Linked DNA regions of Sus scrofa: region 1 is linked to region 2. The links are chromatin contacts, called in public HiChIP or PLAC-seq maps. All regions are on one chromosome and are shown on one strand. Each heading gives the region's core, a stretch centred on a gene start, on an enhancer-like site or on the middle of the called end of the contact. The rest is flanking DNA. Distances are from core to core; before and after follow the strand shown. Region 1 has its middle 38 kb from the start of EOMES. Region 2 holds the start of SLC4A7 (sodium bicarbonate cotransporter 3).

Region 1 (5,945 bases), core at 1,220-3,719, 140 kb before region 2:
ATATAAATGTCAAAGCACTACATTGTACACCTGGAACTAGTATATATTGTAGGTCAATTATACTTCAGTAAAAAAAAGAATTCATCTGGAGTCCCCTTGCGGCACAGTGGGTTAGGGATCTGGCATTGTTACTGCAGTGGCTTGGGTTGCTGCTGTGGCATGGGTTTGATCCCTGGCCCAAGAAATTCTGCATGCCATGGGCACAGCCAAAAAAAAAAAATTCTAAAAAAAAACCCTCTGTGGAGTTCCTGCTGTGGTGCAGTGGGTTAAGGGTCTGGCATTACCATAGCCATAGATGTGTAGATGGCAGCTGTGTCTCAGATTCAGTCCCTGGTCCAGGAACTTCCATGTACTGCAAGTGCAGACACACACACACACACATACACACCACACACACCTCTGAGTAAGAGTTAGCAAAATTCCTTATGTTTGAACATAAAGCCTAGAATGTTTCCCAGCTCCCACATAGACTACAGACTGATGCTCCTATACAAGTTATTACCACACAAATTAGATTCTTACTGTATTTTACTTGTTAACCAAGACATTTTATTTTGAAAAAAAAAAATAAGGGGAAATAGGGTGTTAGGACATGATCCATTCTAAGACAAATTATAAACCTGTTTTTATTTTGTTTTGTTTTTGCCTGTGTCCAGGCACGTGGAAGTTCCTAGCCAGGGATCAAACATGTGCCAGAGCAGTGCCTCAAGCCACTGCAGTGACAACACTGGATCCTTAACCCGCTGTGCCACCAAGGAACTCCTTTATATTCTAACCTGTAAGCTGTTTCTTCTAGCCCCCCAAACTGCCCTGATAATCCAAGAAAGTACCTTGCATTTTAAGGGTCTAGGAGAACCCAACTGTGTCTCTTTCAGGCTGTAAGAGGTGGCCTGAGCTTTATTTTTATTTAAAAAATTTTTATTTTATTTGGGTTCCTGTCTTGGCTCAGCAGAAATGAATCTGACTAGCATTCACGAGGACGCAAGTTCGATCCCTGGTCTCCCTCAGTGGGTTAGGGATCCAGCATTGCCTGGAGCTGTGGTGTAAGTTGCAGATATGGCTCGGATCCCGAGTTACTGTGGCTGTGGTGTAGGCTGGTAGCTACAGCTTCGATTCGACCCCTAGCCTGGGAACCTCCATATGCCATGGGTGCAGCCCTAAGAGAAAAAAAAAAAAAAGTTTATTGTTTAAATTTTATTGGAGTGTAGTTGCTTTACAATGTTGTGTGAGTTTCAGCTGTATGGAAAAGTCACTCAGTTATACATATACATACATCTATTCTTTTTCAGATTCTTTTCCCATATAGGTTATTATAGAATCTTGAGTAGGGTTCTCTGTGCTCTGAAGCAGGTCCTTGTTGATTACTTATTTTATTTATGGTAGTTTGTATATGTTAATCCTAAACTCCCAATTTATCCCTCTCCCCCACCTTTCCCCTTAGGTAACCGTAAGTTTATTTACGAAATCCGTGAGTCTGTTTCTGTTTTGTAAATAAGTTCATTTGTATCTATTTTTTAAATTAGATTCCACACATAAGTGGTATCTTATGCTATTTGTCTTTATCTGTCTGACTTACTTCAACTGGACGGCTACATGGAGAAGAATGAAGTTAGAACATTCTCTAACACCATACACACACACACACAATCTCATAATGGATTAAAGACCTAAATATAAGGCCAGACGCTATAAAACTTTTGGAGGATAGCATAGGCGGAACATGCTGATATAAATCACAGAAGTATATTTTTGAATCACTTCTTGTCTTTTTTTTTTTTTCTGGGGCCGCTCCCGCGGCATATGGAGGTTCCCAGGCTAGGGGTCTCATTGGAGCTGTAGCCTCCAGCCTATGCCACAGCCACAGAAACGTGGGATCCAAGCCGAGTCTGTGACCTACACCACAGCTCACAGCAACGCCAGATCCTTAACCCACTGAGCGAGGCCAGGGATCAAACACACAACCTCATGGTTCCCACTCAGATTTGTTAACCACTGAGCCACCACGGGAACTCCTGAATCCACTTCTTACAGTAATGAAAATAAAAACAAAAATAAACAAATAGGACCTAATTAAACTGAAAAGTTTCTGCACAGCAAAGGAAGCCATAAACAATACGAAAATACAACCTATGGAATGGGAGAAAATATTTGCAAGTAATGCAACCCACAAGAGATTCATCTCCAAAATATACAAACAGCTCGTGCAGCTCAATATCAAAACACCAAACAACCAATCAAAAAATGGGCAGAAGACCTAAACAGACATTTCTCCAAGGAAAACAGACAGACAGCTGGATTTGAAGAGACCCCTTCCCCTCTCCAGCCTGATCTCTGAGGTTCCTTCCTCCAGCTCTGAGTCTAGCGAGGCTGCAAGTCCATGGGTGTCCTGCAGCCTGAGGCTAGTAGGGGCTGTGGCACTCAGCGACCTCCCAGGCTTCAGGCCTCTAGGGGGCAGAATTGACAAGAGCAGGAGAGGCACCCGTCCATTCCTGGGACTTCTCATGGCGGTTTCCAACCCTTACTCGCTGTCTCCACCCTATGTCTGACATAGAAATAGCTACCAGTAGTGAATAATAGCTACCTTCAGAAGTTTCCTGGTGGCCCAGTGGCTCCTGTCAGTTTCCTGGTGGCCCAGTGGCTTAGGTCACTGCTGTGGAGTGGGTCCAATCCCTGGCCCAGGCGCTTCCACGTGCTGCGGACATGACCAAAAATAAAAATAAGTTTTTAAAAATAAAAGAAATAATAATAACTACTATCAGAGTTTCCACTGTGGCTCAGCAGGTTGAGAACCTGACTAGTATTCATGAGGATGGAGGTTTGATCCCTGGCCTTGCTCAGTGGGTTATTGAAGCATAAGTCTCAGATGTAGCTGAGATCCTGTGTTGCTGTGGCTGGGGTGTAGGCCGGCAGCTGCAGCTCCAATTTGATCCCTTGCCCAGGAACTTCCATGTATTTTGGGTGTAGCCCTAAAAAGAAAATAATAGTAATAATAACTACCATCAGTATTAATTACTATATAATTAACAGGTTGTAATCAATAGTTATTATTAACAGCAAGAACTTTTATTCTGGAGTTCCCATCGTGGCACAGTGGGTAACGAATCTGACTAGGAAACATGAGGTTGCAGGTTCGATCCCTGGCCTTCCTCAGTGGATTAATGATCCGGCGTTGCCATGAGCTGTGGTGTAGGTTGCAGATGTGGCTTGGATCCTGAGTTGCTGTGGCTCTGGTGTAGGCCAGTGGCTACAGCTCCGATGAGACCCTTAGCCTGGGAACCTCCATATGCCGTGGGAAGCCGCCCTAGAAAAAGACAAAAAAAAAAAGGAACTTTTATTCTTATCACATCTAATCTAGACAACACTTTCCATTTGCCTGACAGAGTTCACCTCAATGAAGAGATGGCGGTCCAAAACTCTGGGATCAGAGCCAGGGAGAGAGGCCAGTCCTCATCTGATGTGTCTCTAATGGGCACAGCCTGACTCACAGGTCTTAGGTCCAGGAAGCCTTTGGGTCCAGTTCTGCCTCCACTGCGATGGTTCCAGTGATAGTACCTAAGTGGTCTCACTGTGTGGTTGTACTTTAACCTTGGCCGCTGAGACAGGAGGAGGTTGGGTACCAGACGAGGGAAACCCACACTCTTCTCTGTTCCTTCCCAAGGAACAGAAGATGCAAGGCGGCTGATAAAGCCTTTCTTATCTTAGTGACAAGGAGGCAGTAAATTTGGTGACAAGAGCATGATTTTGTGATACGACACTTGAAATGAGCCATGATATGATCTCCGATCCCCCTTCCCTGTTCTCCTCTAGAAAATGGGCTTTCACAACCCTGGGATCTTGCTTAACTGACTTGCATGTTTGTATTTGTTTTCAAAATAACTCATCATCATTGCCGTCAATGGAGACTGGGAGGCTCCAGAGGGCCCGGGAAGCACAGCTCCTTGTCACCACATGCCTAGAGGCAGGTACCACCCCCATGCTAGTGTTGTTCACACTGTCACTCACCAGACGGGAATGAGCCACCAACTTGTGTCAGACACAGTCTCGGCCCCATTTCTGTAAAATCAGGCAGTTGCAGAGCTCCCTTCATGGCTCAGTGGTTAACAAACCCGACTAGTATCCATGAGGATTTGGGTTCGATCCCTGGCCTCGCTCAGTGGGTTAAGGATCCGGCATTGCCGTGAGCTGTGGTGTAGGTCGCAGACGCGGCTTGGATCCCGCATTGCTGTGGCTCTGGTATAGGCCGGCAGCTGAAGTTCGGATTAGACCCCTAGCCTGGAAACCTCCATATGCCGAGGGTGCTGCCCTAAAAAGACAAATGACAAAAAAAATAAAAATCAGGTGGTTGTAATCTTTGCCGCTGGAAGAAAGGTTCCAATGCAATGCTGTGCTATGAATGTGGGGAGAAGGGGGCCACCTAGAGGGTCCCAGATCCATTTCTGGGGCCAAAGAAACCTGAGGAGGCAACGCTTGATCTGAATCTTGAAGGGTGAGGAGGAGACAGCTAGAGGGAAAAAAGTCAGGGAGCATTTCGGGGCAAGAAGAGCAGAAGCAGAGATGCGCTGTTCACTAATGCAAATCAGAGTGTTGAGTAAAGAAAACCAAAAAGTAATATGGCTGCCTGACCAGAGGTCAGGGACTCAGAGTTCACATCTTGCACTATCAACAGCTTGTGAACCTGGCTCACCTAGTCACTGAAATGCTGAGGCCTGGAGGGCAAGCTGATTGTGCTCAAAGATGGCCTGAGGCCTCACTTTCTCTAGTTCTGGATTTGGGGTTAACCCTGAGAAGGCAACCAGGGACACCCCTCCTTGTTGGCAGCACCGCTCACAGCCACGCCTTGCTGGACAAGCAGTGAGGAGGCGTCTGGCACAGGGCCCTGCCCAGCCCAGCCACTCAGTCCACTTTTACATGAAAAACCAGAACTTCTCCTGGGGGTAGGGGTGGAGGGGGGGCAGGTGCAGAGACATCACTGAGAACCAGGCAGCAAGGCTCTGGGTGATGGGTGAATGATTTGGAGTTTGTGCCTGGAGTTGTTTCATGGGATAACTCAGAAAGCTGGAGTTCCCTGGTGGCAGGGTAGGTTAAGGATCCAGGATTGTCACTGCTGTGGCTCAGGCTGTTTCTGTGGTACAGGTTAGGTCTCTGGCCTGGGAACTTCTGCATGCTGAGGGTGTGGCCAAATAATATAAATAAATAAATAAATAAATACTTTTAAAAAAAAATTGGAAAGCTAACCTCACCCTCTGCGTGGCCCCCAAAAGTTTTGCTGGGTTGGGATCTCCAACACATACCCTCAGCTTCTGGAGGAAGAAGGCTTTCACCTTGAACATAGCTTTGGAAAGGCCAGTTTCTTCTGACTCATTCAGATAGGATGTGGTTTGTGTCCCTGAGAGGGAAAGTGGATTCCTGGGGCAGGGGGGGTGCAGGGGGCAACAGGTGCACTCAGGCAGTCCTAGTCCTCCTCAGAGACTGCCCCTCTGCAGCCTAGGACTTCCTTAACTGATCACAGCAAGGAGGGCCTGTGAGCACCTGGATCCCCCCATCCCTGCTCTCCCTCTGGCCTCACATTCTGGAAATAGCTCCTGCCCTCTGTGGACTGGATTCTTTGACTCCTTAGATCCAGTGGCTAACAACCAGCCTTGGTGTCTTCCACCCAAAAGAAGCCCTTTCCCCATTCTTGCCAGAAGTCAGCAGAGAAGTCAAGGAAAATAGAATGGGGCCAGAAATGTAGATTCTCCTTCCTTGGCCCCATAATGGCAGAAGGCCAAGGGCTTTATTTCTGACCCTGTTTAAGAGAAAGCAGCAAGAGAGGTTTTATTGTTATATATTTATTATTATTATTTTGGCCATGCCCACAGGATACAGAAGTTCCTGAGCCAGGGATCGAACCCTTGCCATAGCAGCAACCAGAGCCGCAGCAGTGACAATGCAAGATCCTTAACCTG
Region 2 (5,822 bases), core at 2,223-4,722:
GTGCTCTAAATTCATTGTTAGCATTGAATTTAGGTTCAGATTCATCTTTGTTTAGCAAATGTTTCCCTGTGCTACATTTTGGATGAATATTTAAAATACTAAGAGAGGAGTCCCCGTCGTGGCGCAGTGGTTAACGAATCCGACTAGGAACCATGAGGTTGCGGGTTTGATCCCTGCCCTTGCTCAGTGGGTTAACATCCGGCGTTGCCGTGAGCTGTGGTGTAGGTTGCAGACGCGGCTCGGATCCTGCGTTGCTGTGGCTCTGGCGTAGGCCGGTGGCTACAGTTCCGATTTGACCCCTAGCCTGGGAACCTCCATATGCCGCGGGAGCGGCCCAAAGAAATAGCAAAAAGTCAAAAAAAAAAAAAAAAATACTAAGAGAGGAGTTCCCATTGTGGCTCAGCAGGTTAAGAACTTGACATAGTGTCCATGAGGATACAGGTCTGATCCCTGCCCTCACTCAGTGGGTTAAGGATCCAACATTGCTGCAAGCTTCAGTGTAGGTTGCAGATGCTGAGCTGCAACATGAGGATGTGGGTTCGATCCCTGGTTTTGCTCAGTGGGTTAAGGATCTGGCGTTGCTGTGAGCTGTGGTGTAGGTCGCAGATGTGACTAGGATCCTGTTTTGCTATGGCTGTGATGTAGGCTGGCGGCTACAGCTCAGATTGGACGCCTAGCCTGGGAACCTCCATATGTTGCAGGTGTGGCCCTAAAAAAAGACCAAAAAAAAAAAATATATATATATATATATATATACACACACTGAGGGAACAGTTTGACTTTCAGCAGCTTTGAAAGTTTTATAGCTATCGTCATTGGCATTAAAGTAATTTTAACACATTATCCTTATTCACTTTTTACCACTATCACCTCAGGATTGAACTCTGGCTGAGTATGAGTTAAGTGGCAATTGAGAGTAATAAATTCCATAATTCAGGCCTTTATTACATTATTTTTCCAGCAGTTGGGATGAAGTGAGGAGGGGACAAAGTGCATGGCAACACAGAAATCACTCAAAAAATAATTGTGGACTAAATAAGTCATTTTTTCCCCCCTTTTCACAAGTTGAATTATGAGAAACATTTTCTAGCATGGTCTCCTGAGCATATATTTGTAAGCTCTTATTGAAGTTGCCTACTTAGCTTTTCAACTCTGACTCCAAGGGCATAGGCTCATACTTTGCTCCTGTCACTACTTTGGCCATATCCTCAGCTGTCTCCCAGGGTACTCCTAGTTCTTAAAGAATGTTGGTCTTCAGCTTCCCCACCTCCCACTTTCATTCATTTAATATAGGTACTGAGAGTTTACCAAGGCCAAGCAATCGGCTATGCATGCTGGTAATAGAATAGGAAATGTAACAGATGAAAAAAATTGCATGAGGCTTATATGGAGCACACATTAGTGTGTGTGTGTCCACAGAAAAGTTAATTGACAGTAATCTAAGAAAGAAATGGACAATTTTTGAGGCAGCCTGAGGGTTTTAACCCAGGAGACAGTCTTTCAGAAAGCTCTGAGGACTGGTTTGCCCATTAGCAGTCAAAGCACAGTTATTTAAGTTTTGGAGATAAAGAATTCTACATAAAAATTCTACACTGACTTCCCCCTGCAATGGGAACGCTGCATCTTGGGAGTGCTGGGATTCAAGCTGGATCCCAGGCTGGCACAGTGGGTTAAGGATCTGGCTTTGCTGCAGCTGTGGCTTTGGTTGCAACTGAGGCTTGAATCTGATCCCTGGCTCAGGAACTCCATATGCCTAGGGGCAGCCAAAAATTGAAAAACCCACTCTGACAGTTTACATAGTTCAACAATGTGAGTAGTGGGTCATTGTGACCCCTTACAGGATTGAGAAAGGAATATTATCTCCTAAAAAAAAAAAAAATTACCTTGTTGCCATAGCAACGAGGGATGTGAGCCGTGTCTGCGACCTACACCACAGCTCATAGCGATGCTGGATCCCTAATCTGCTGAGCAAGGCCAGGGATCAAACCGGCATCCTCATGGATACTAGTTGGGTTCGTTACTGCTGAGCCACAAGGGGAAATCCCTGTTGAACTTTCTTTAATGAGGCATTAGAATGGTGCAATGGAAAGCGCAGTTCCACTAACTAGGATTTAAAACCAATTATCTCCCTGTGCCTCAGCTTCTTTATCCCTAAAATGGGGATAACAGAACATATATTGTAGTGGGAGGATTAGAGATGGAGTTTGCATTAATGTACAGTGTCAGATTGTAGTTTAAATGGTAGCACATGTGCTCTTTATACAATAAAAAAATAACGTGTGCCTAGAAGTAACTCTGGGAAATTTAGAAAAAAGAAGACTAAGACCCAAAACTGGAAGGAGTCATTCATCAAACTTACCTTTTTTTTTTTTTTTTGGTTTTTCTGGGACTGCACCTGCGGCATATGGAGGTTCGCAGGCTAGGAGTCTAATCCGAGCTGTAGCCGCCGGAACCACAGCAACGCCAGATCCCAGACGCCTCTGCGACCTACACCACAGCTCAGACAACGCTGGATCCTTAACCCACTGAGTAAGGCCAGGGATCGAGCTGCAACTTCATGGTTCCTAGTCGGATTCGTTAACCACTGAGCCATGAGGGGAACTCCCAAACTTACCTATTTCTGACTTTAGAAATATCCTATTTGAGATGGATGGAATAAACTCTCCAGACCTGCTGTAATAGAAAGTTTCCTTCCACAGAGCTGACTTAACTCCTCTTCACTAACCCTTTTGTTCTTTTGTAAACACCCAAGATAACTTAGTCAACAATGATGCCTAGTTAACAAGCAGGCACTTTTCCGAGTCATGCACGTTTCCTGATAGCAATTCACTCAATCCTCCAATGACCTTCGTGGCAGGCACCATCACCACCTCCAGTTAGAGCTGTGGATACCGGAGAAGTACCTTAAGAGGTGGACGAGTGTGGGCGCCGCCGTGGCACACGAGGACACCTGGCCGGGAGTGCTCCCCTTTTCACTGGCCCCGAGTTGGGCTTCTTGCCTGCAGGGCTGAGAGAAAAAGAACTTGCAGCAATCCTGAAGACCGTTAGTTCCTCTGGGGCTCCCTCGAGCATCCTTGAAACGGGTGGCTGCCTTCTTTCCTCTTGCCACTAAAGAACGTGGTTAGGAGCTGGGCGCGGTGGTGACCCTCACCCAACTTACGACTAGAAAAACGAGTCAGACACTTATTTTTGGTCACTTACGATTTTACCAAGGGGGGCCAGCCTCCTGAGAAGGCGGCGTGGCGGGAAGGTGAGTATGGAACCCCGAGGGCTTCCGATTGGCTGGGACGGGCGCCCTCCCGCCCCCTCCCGCCCCCTTCCGCCCCCTTCCCGCACCGACTCGGGGCGGTGGGGCCCGGGGGCCCACCCGCGCATTTAGGAGGCCCGCGGGGCTGTCGGGCAGGGGGCGGGGCGCAAGGGGCGGGTGGTGGGCGGTGGGCGGGGCGGGTGTGTCGTCACGGCTCGGCCCCGCCCCCGGCCTCCGCGGCACCCTCTTCCCCGCCTCGGCCTCCTGCTCGCTCAGTGCTTGCTCCACGTTCCACGCCGCGGCCTCCGGCCCCGCAAGAGGCAGACCCGGGACCGCCGCGTACGCGCCCCTCTCGCGCGCACGGTTCTCCCCACGCGCGCGCCCTGCGCACGGACGCACGTTCGTTTCCCCTCGCGCGCCTGGCTCTCGGCGGCGGCAGCGAGCGGATCGTACGCGGCACGGCGGAGCGGCTGCGGCGGGCTGGAGGGCCGACTATGGAGGCGGACGGGGCAGGCGAGCAGATGAGACCACTCCTCACCCGGGTAACGAGCTGGGCGCGGACGCAGCGGGCGACGGGCTCCTCGGCCGGGCACGGGGCGCGGCGGACAAAGGCGGGGACGCGGTGAGCCGGCCACTGGTCCCGGCTCGGCCCCCCAGCCGCCGGCGGCCGGCGCGCCAGGCAGCCCCTTTGTGTGTGGCCGTCAGGGACGAGGGGCGGCGGCGCCGGGGAGGCCCGCGTGTGGCGGCGGTGCGTCCGGGGCTCTCGGCTTCCGGGGAACCCGGGGGTCCGCCGCTCAACAGCCCGCCCGCGCCGGTCTCTGTCTGGCCCACTGCCCCGGGATCTCCGCTCCGGTGGCCTTGGCGCTGGAGCTGAGGCCGGCCCTTCTCTCAATGGGCAGGAGCGCGACTCCACCTGTGTAGCCCCAGGCAGCGGCGCGGAGCTGGGTGAACCTTTCCCATCTTTTCTGTCCCCCATCCGGCCCCCGTGCGCTTTGTTCCGGGACTCCTCTGGCCTCGTGGACGCCGCCTGCCTTTGCGGCCAAGGCTGCCCCTCGCTGCAGACTGCCTGGGCCGCCGCCTCTTCGGGCGAGAACCGGAGGAGTGTCCTCCTGCCGCAGGCCAAGTAGAAAGAGGAAGGTGTCCCGAGCCCCGCGCGCTGTGCCTTTCAGCGGCCCAGGCTGGCCTTGGCCTCACGGTTGGAGGGGTGTGGTGGTGGGCTTTTTCAAAAGGTCGGTCTTCGCGTTTGTGATGCTGGACGCGGGGCCCAGGCTTGAGAAACTGACTTCCTGCTTTCACGTGGGATGCATAGGTCCCCCCAGGTCTCTCCTTCCTTCATAGTCCGTGACTCAAAAGAGCATAGAAGTGTTAGAAATTTTCCTCTTTCCAGCCCTTACTTTGTAACCAGCAAAGGAAGGAAGGTTGCAGTGAAAATTTTCCAGTCTTTCACAACTAACAGGGAAATTGTTTTTAACGTGTTTTTATTCAAGAATTTCACTTATTCCCCACTCTCACCCCGCCCCCGTCCTTTTAAAGATTACCGTAAGGCCCCCGCAGAGTAGCCATTCATCATCTCAATATGTTCACCCATAAATTCTCAAAACATGGAGGAAAAACTTAGCCTCCAGACATTGAAGTCAATTAACAGTGGTTTTTGGGACGATCACTCGTAGTGGTGGTCATGGAATACTGGAGAAACCCTTTCGTCCTAAGGAATCCTCTGTAATTCTTTGGCCTTTGAATAAACTATATTTTGCATGTATTTCTTCGCACCTTCTCTAATAGCGTGCCTCAGATACACTTGGCTGCTCTTAAATTTATTATTTGCAAATTTTCGATTCAGAGTAGTAAAGAGCATCTTCGTTTCATAAAGCTGGAAACAAATGATATTTTCTCAAAGATTGACTCATTAGCTAGCAAAAGAAGCATTTGATAATGCTGGTGCTTTCCAACTCATTCTTTCATTCATTGTAAGAACACTTTCTTCGAACCTGTTCTGTAGTATTCAGCAAGATAGGACCAGCTCAAATGAGGTAGACCAGTGACACAGATGATCAAACACTGTTATTGATGGCATGGCAGGGCAGCACTTTGGAAGGGTATACTCCTGAAATCTTGGGAAGATAAGCTTTGGCTACAGTAACCATATACAAATTGATAATGTAAATCAAATATAAAAAGCTATCATATGGTCTAAAAATAGAATGAGAAACAGGAAAACTATTGCTTTAAGTAGTAGAGAACACTTGCTTGAAAACTGGGAAGAAAGGAACTGTTTGCACTGAAAAAGTTAACTCTTTCCTCACCGATATTTATCTGGTAAATGAAAGCCATAAAAGTGGACGATTATGATATTCATCAGTCATAACTTCTGTAACTAGTAGCCCAACTGCTTAGCATGTTGAAAAATAGAATAAAATTATTATTCATAAAATGCTGCCTTAGGTATGTATGCAGAAACATAAATGGTGGCAGTTTATAGTACTCTGAACCTGGAGCCTGTTTCATAATTTATGCTCTAAAGTTTCTTTTCTTAAAATTCTGTAGTTTTCATTGATTGTGGTTTTGGACTAGAGAG

What was found. HiChIP or PLAC-seq counts read pairs in DNA pulled down with a chosen protein or histone mark.
Region 1: a contact with region 2 is called in an H3K27ac HiChIP or PLAC-seq map of alveolar macrophages. The contact joins the enhancer-like site here to the promoter of SLC4A7 in region 2. A contact is called at or near these places in 7 of 47 Hi-C or Micro-C datasets (embryonic fibroblasts, fetal heart ventricle, mesenteric adipose tissue and 3 more) and 1 of 2 datasets of contacts at active chromatin or transcription factors (alveolar macrophages).

Annotation. Positions count from the first base shown.
Region 1 is chr13:14,175,040-14,180,984 of Sscrofa11.1, reverse strand. No RefSeq gene overlaps it. Among named protein-coding and RNA genes, the nearest start is that of EOMES, 38 kb to the left of the region's middle. Within about 2 kb of position 2,469, at least 3 of the 83 cell types and tissues checked have an H3K27ac peak or open chromatin away from gene starts, as enhancers often do. A contact at or near this core is called in alveolar macrophages, where this site is marked.
Region 2 is chr13:14,040,758-14,046,579 of Sscrofa11.1, reverse strand. SLC4A7 (sodium bicarbonate cotransporter 3) reads left to right here and starts at 3,472. Exons shown (of 26, transcript XM_021071464.1): 1 at 3,472-3,789. The coding sequence starts at 3,742. It overlaps LOC102163580 (a long non-coding RNA gene), which reads right to left and starts at 3,309. Exons shown (of 4, transcript XR_001300094.2): 1 at 2,615-3,309.